2 separate regions of the Rattus norvegicus genome follow, and region 2 is linked to region 1. The links are chromatin contacts, called in public Hi-C maps. All regions are on one chromosome and are shown on one strand. Each heading gives the region's core, a stretch centred on a gene start, on an enhancer-like site or on the middle of the called end of the contact. The rest is flanking DNA. Distances are from core to core; before and after follow the strand shown.

Region 1 (3,130 bases), core at 46-2,545:
GTCGGCTCCTCCCCCGAACCCCCCATCCTCCCCGCGGCCCCTCCCTTCCTCCTCCCGACTGCAGCTCCCGCTCTGCTCCCGCCCAGCCGGCTCTGAAAATGGGCGAGGGCGAACAGCTTACTTTCTTTTGAAGGCAGAGGATTTTTCTCTTGTGTTTCTGTCTTCTTCAACTTCGACTTATCGAATTTCTCGATCTCAGCCATATCGGGTTTGTCAGACATGGTTGCTGGAAGGAGCTGCAGGTACAAAACGAAGACCAAAGCTAAGAAAGAGGAACCCACCCTCGCCTCTCCCAGTTCTGAAAGCACCCCAAACGCGCGCGCCCGAAACCCCAAAGCCTAAAATCCTATTGCCTTGTTGACTCCTCGCTAAAGACCTTAGTCTTTCTATAGGAAAAAAAAATCTTCCCCCTTAATATTCTCAAAGTGAAGAATCAAAGAGTGAAGGTGGAAATACTCAAAGGTATTTCCGTAGAATAAAATTCATCATTGCGGAATCTTAACATTGTAGTGTTGAAAAATTAAAATTGGGATAGAACGAAGCCACTTCCAGTTTAAGAGGAAAAAGTCTAGTAAAATCTCTTAAAATAGAGCCAAGGTCGCAAAACGGGGCTGGCTCCCCAAAAGATACCAGGCGGTCCAGCTTTCTCCTCCTCACAAAGGCGAGGGAGCTGACGCCGCCAGCTGCCGACCACCGCCCTACTCGCTTCCTCTCCTCCTCCTGCCCAACAATGCAGCCTCGGCACACAAAGCTGCCTCCCCACTTCTCGCAAACGCATCTTGATCTGCATGCAGGGGCCATTTGACCGCCTTTGCATACATTCCTCTGCAAGGGCTTCCCAATTTTCACGCTAAAGGCCGGCCGGGTAGGTTAAACCTGCCACAGATAACAGCCCTCGAAGCCATCAGGCGTTTAAGGGGAATGCAGAGCGTTTGAACAAAGGATCTTTCTATTTCTGATTAATTACAGCCAGTTAAGTAAAGGAAAACACTTCGGAGAGAGGGTCGAGGAGAAAAAACCAATTCCCCTCTAAGCTGCGCAGCAGAATGCCCGATTTTTTTTGGGGGGGGGCTTTTTCTTATCATCGATTTCCCTTCCCGTTACTCAGATACCCCCTGCCCCGGTCCCCCGAAACAACCTTGCCTGGAAGTACCCCTTGGACTTCGCTTTAAGGATGAGGCAAGCGCCTCCGCCGGAGAGGCAGGGAAGGATAGAAGGAAGGGGCCCTGGGGCTCACCTGAGCGAGCTGGGCGAACAAGGAGAGACGATCTGCTCAGAGGCCGCTGCCGACTGTCGGGAGGGGCGCGGCGAGCGCCGTTTTATGCGCGCTCATATGCAAATGAGGTGATGTCACCCGCTGTCCCGCTTAACTCCTTCACGCCGCGTCTCCGGAAGGGCGTTCAGAGGCCTGTCGGACCCCCCCCCTCCCCAACCCCCACATCCCCATCCACCAGGGCCCTTGAACCACATCGATGGCGGAACTAGAAACGGAACAAACGCCTTCAAAATGCCCCTTCCCCCATTTGACGTCTATTTTATTATCCTGAACTTTTGCAATAGCCGCCCAAACCTGTTCTTAAGGATTAATGCGTGATAACTAAGGTCCCGAGTGGCACCTAAGGGGACAGACATTTTTTTACTTAGAAACCGGCTTTGTCTGCAGCCAACGCCCGCATCATAGGGTGCGGTGTCCCGCGTACAAGGGCTGGTGGGGTCTGATTCCTATGACTCAGCTTTCAGACCAGTGGACCGCATTCGCCCGCCCCACCCGGCCCTCTTTGTCTCCCTCGCTTGTCTTCCCCCTTAATATGAGAGGGTGATAAAGGAACCCTGGGTGGATTTTTAAAAGAAAAGTTTTAGCATTGCAGCATCTATATTGTTTGCTGTAATTTCTGTGAGCAATCGAGTTAACTAACATTTGCTAGGTGTAAGCTAATTGGGAGCTTTATGGAGAGCACAGCCTGCCCCTTAAAAATTAAATCAAATTCAACTTTTGCTGTTGACTGACAATAAGGAAGTTCATTTCTGTTTTATTTTCATCAATTAAAAGTGATTTCTAATGAAAGCCACGGATTCCCGAAGATCACAAGATCCTTTAGCTTTACTATCAGGATTGAAACAGAAGTGCGAGCTAGGTTTTGAGGGAAAGGTTTTCAGCAACACATGTGGACGATTCAGGTAGAGAGGTGCTGGTTTCAAAATGGCACCTGAGTCGGCGAGTACCAGGGACCTACTTGCTACTAAAAAGTAATTGCAGGTACCAAGCTTGTGCCTGCAAGTGGTAGGTGATAGGAAGAAGCTACGTAGGATATTAAAAAGCATCCTTGGGATTATTTCGGAGACATCGAGAACTATAAAACATTTCTTCTCCTTTTCTGTGCTCTGGAGGGATGTTTCCAGAAAGCCTTTGCTAAGCATTTTTTATGACAGAGGCTTTGCCTCTCTGGCAGTGAGTCAAGTGTTATAAGGACCCTAAACTGGTACTGCTGGGGCAGCTTGGACTTCCCCATTTCTTCATCTACTTCTCTTTTTACTTAGGAGGAAGGAGATGGGGGTAGGCAGGAGCAGGTGACCCATGTGGTTTCCCAGTTAATGCTCTACTTGGGAGACCGCCTTTCTGCCCTTTGCATGGGCCCTGGACCTGTTTGAGCGTGCATTAGATGTCACCTCTCGGGTAACACATCCCCTCTCTCCCCGTGTTCACTAGAAGGGAGTTTACTGCATTGTTGAAACACAGAACGGATCTTGCGGGATGCATTCCTGACCTCTTCTGCTTGGCCTCTGCAGTTACACTGACACCATTTTGGTGGGTCATTGGATTCCATGTCCCTTCACTCAGCTGTCCCTGCCTCTGTGTCTTCCTACGTCAAAGGAATGCCATAGCCTTGACCCTGGTTGCCTGTTTGCCTTAGGAAAGATGAGCCTTTACAGAAGTTATGCGGCCAGAGGAGATTGAAGAGTGGACTCTGTAAACATCTAGAGTTTTCTACTTTCATAACAATGTAGCAGGCAGATTATTTTAGCTGCTGACTGAAAAAGAACAGGCAGGCTGTAAGAGAGGAAGCAACTTGCCCGGGGAACTGAGGGTGATAGAGATAGAATGAAATGCAAATAAAAGGGACTGTCAAAG
Region 2 (3,112 bases), core at 591-3,090, 56 kb before region 1:
AGGAAAAAGAAAATTCACAAAGGGCAGCCACAATATTGTACTGATCTCATTCTGAGGCAGCTGAATAAAGAAAGACTCCATATGCTAGAACAGTTTCTTTGATCACTGAAAGCTAATAGCTTTATTACCTAGAGTTTCCTTCTTGCTTCCCAATTCCTTCTGTTTGGAAATTGTCCCTTTTCAAGTGCACATGTTTAATATGGACATTAAAAGAAGAGTCTGTCCCTTACTCTGTCAGTTTATAATTTGAGTAATAATATGCAGTAACCCATCTTTGCATTTTGAATGTCAGCTATGATGAGTTTAAGAGCTCTTGATTTCACCCAATTCAGTATGTGCTAGTTTTCTTAAGTTACTGGGGTGGGTGTCTTTTTTTCTTTCATAAATAAAAATGGGCTCCTTTTCTAGGAGTTCTTGGGGCTCATTCATTTAGCTCTATGTTTCTCTTGAGGGTCCTAATCTTTTCTTTGGCTCACCTTCTGTCGCCCTCCCTTTGGTCTCCCGAGGGAGATTAGTTTCCTTTGAATGTCATTAACACTTTATAATTAGCCAGGAAGTCAACAAGAACACCAAATGTCCTTTTCCCATCACTGACGAACAGTTTTGTTTTGTGTTCTGCAGCCCAGGCAGGAACTGGTTGGGATATGACGCCCTCCATCAGAAGAGAGTGATTGATTCCACAGAAGCTCCTGACACGCCCTGCCAGGCTCAGAACTGAACAAGCCTTTCTTTCCAGTCACGTGGTTAATGCTTTTGTGCTGCACAGCTTATTCCCTCCACAGCTTCCTCCTAAGACACAACAGGAGAGAACCAATAATGTTTCTGAAAGGCAGAATGCAAAAAGTCCCCAGATTCACAGTCTGGCAGACCCAAAAGCAAGACGGAACTCAGCTAACATACTTGCCTTCTTCATCAGGTTGTAACGTATAATTTGCATATAGTAACTTTCACCTGCAAGCCTGGTATTTGGAATTATATTTTCTATAATCTGTAATGGAAATTACATTCTATTTAAAGCCAGGAAGTGGGGATTGTAAGCCTCCCCTCAGTCCCCCACCCTTGTCACAGTGTCTCTGAACGTTGTGTGATCTGTAGAATGCGAGCATGTAAGAGCATGTTTGGCCTGGTGGTGTAAACTTGTAATCTCAGCTACTCTGGAGGCTGAGGTAGGAGAATTTCAACTTCATGGCCTGCCTGGGTAATCTAATGAGACTCTGTTTAAAAAAAAAAAAACAAGACTGGAAGATAGCTTTGTGGTTCAGTATTTCCTAGGCATGCGCAGGGACCTAGGTTCAATTCCCAGTACTAGGAAAAAATAATGAAGAACCTAAAAAAAATCCTTTCTGTGATACTCATCTACAGTTTAATGGGTCAGCAGCAAATTCGATTGCCTGCTACCATGCCAGATGACCTGAATTCAAGTCCAGTGGCCTACCTGGTGGAAGGAGATGCATAAACACACACACACACACACACACACACACACACACACACACACACACACGGTGGGGGGGAAGATGGAAGGAGGGAGGGGGAGGGAGAGGGAGAGGAAGGGAGAGGGAAAGAGGGAGAGAGAGGAGGGGGGCACACACAGACAGAAACAGACAGAGACAGGGAGACAGAGACAGACAGAAAAAAAGAATAGGTAGTAAATAAAACAAACTAATCTGAAGCAAATGTCTTCTTGAAAGACACTTGAGAACTTTGTGGTGGAAGTTTCCTGTCTAAAGGAGAAAACTCTACAGCTCAAAGTTCTTTGACAGTTGCTGCTGGAAGAATCTCAAAGCATAGGAATGAGCGGTTCGCAGCCCTGTTCCTAAGCTAAACTATGCCTCATGCCTCACTGCTTTTGCCAGCCCTGTCTTTGATTTGGCTCAAACACTGGGAACAGGGAGTCAGGCTTCTCAGCAAGTCCAGGCCTTCTTGGATAGGGGCCAGATCACTGTGAGTAAAGACTGGGCAGGCAAACAAGCTTCCGTTCTTAACAGAAACAATCTCCTTCCGCTCTTCTTTCAACCTGATGTCAGCTGAAAGACACCAAGAAGAAAATGTCCACCATTCTTCAGTTATAGATTTGGGGGAAGGGGGCTCTGTTTCATCAGCATCGAAAGAAGTGTCTGAGCATAGTGAAATGAACTTCTAGTTCATTCTGCTTTTGTTGTCTCTCCTTCCCTAAAAGGACTCAATGAGTGCTTGGAAGGAATGGAGTGCATACACCTCCCTGGCTAGTCTATGGCTGAAACTGGTACAGGCCATCAGGATGAGGCACTGATCTTTAAGTATTTGGAAATTGTTATCCCAGTGTAAACTCCTGGCTTGATAGCCACAGTGGCGGGAGGAGACTTAGCCTGTGGCCCTTCTCCTCCAGGTGGGCACAAAGCCTAATTGATAGACGTGAGAAAAGGAAGGGGATTTCCAGGCAAAGGATGACCTCATTCCTTAAGTTCTGGCTATTCATGGCAGCTTTGGTTTTCTTTTAATTTTTTTGAAAGTGGATTTCCATGAGACCCTTAGGAATTTGAGAAAAACACATCAAAGTCTAGATCACTCCAGTTTGTATGAGCCGGTCAGACTCAGAGCTCCCCCATTAAGATGACATCAGGTAGTGACTGACACATTTCTCTGTTTCTGAATCTTACATAGCACATTCTAACATGCCACCTTTATTTTTATGGTGCTTGCTGTCTGTTTTCTCTCCTTCAAATGCAAGAGCATGGGAGATAGGACTCATACAAAACAATGAAGAATTTGTAATATTATCACCCGTGTGTTCACCAATCTTCCCGTGGCCTCTTCTGTGTTTATTGCTACATCATATATGTCACCTATGACAGTGCCACGGGTGCATATAGAACATCAAAACTCATCCAAGCACATAGTTAAAAAAGGCCACTTGTTGTATGTCATTAATACCTCAATGGAGCTGAAAATAAACATTTAAAACAGTCTCTTCTAATGCCTCCATCAAAAACTATCATGAGAGCCTAATGGTCAGTTTAACTGGTTATTTTGGGTCTCATTTTTCGTTTTTCTATGACAGCATCAGGATTTTACCACAAGTCATCAAGACTGCATATGTTATCTTGGTGCTAACAAAGTATTGTTATGCTTC

What was found. A called contact is a pair of places that touch in the nucleus more often than the background predicts.
Region 2: a Hi-C map of liver shows a contact between it and region 1, with 9 times the contacts expected there. The contact joins the enhancer-like site here to the promoter of Tmsb4x in region 1. A contact is called at or near these places in 5 of 12 Hi-C or Micro-C datasets (the A7r5 cell line, the Rat2 cell line, frontal cortex and 2 more) and 1 of 1 datasets of contacts at active chromatin or transcription factors (oligodendrocytes).

What each region holds. Positions count from the first base shown.
Region 1 is chrX:30,759,776-30,762,905 of GRCr8, reverse strand. Tmsb4x (thymosin beta 4, X-linked) reads right to left here and starts at 1,295. Exons shown (of 3, transcript NM_031136.2): 1 at 1,238-1,295; 2 at 122-236. The coding sequence starts at 221. LOC134484016 (a long non-coding RNA gene) reads right to left here. Exons shown (of 4, transcript XR_010061311.1): 4 at 2,493-3,130.
Region 2 is chrX:30,815,854-30,818,965 of GRCr8, reverse strand. No RefSeq gene overlaps it. Among named protein-coding and RNA genes, the nearest start is that of Tmsb4x, 56 kb to the right of the region's middle. Within about 2 kb of position 1,840, at least 52 of the 93 cell types and tissues checked have an H3K27ac peak or open chromatin away from gene starts, as enhancers often do. A contact at or near this core is called in the A7r5 cell line and liver, where this site is marked.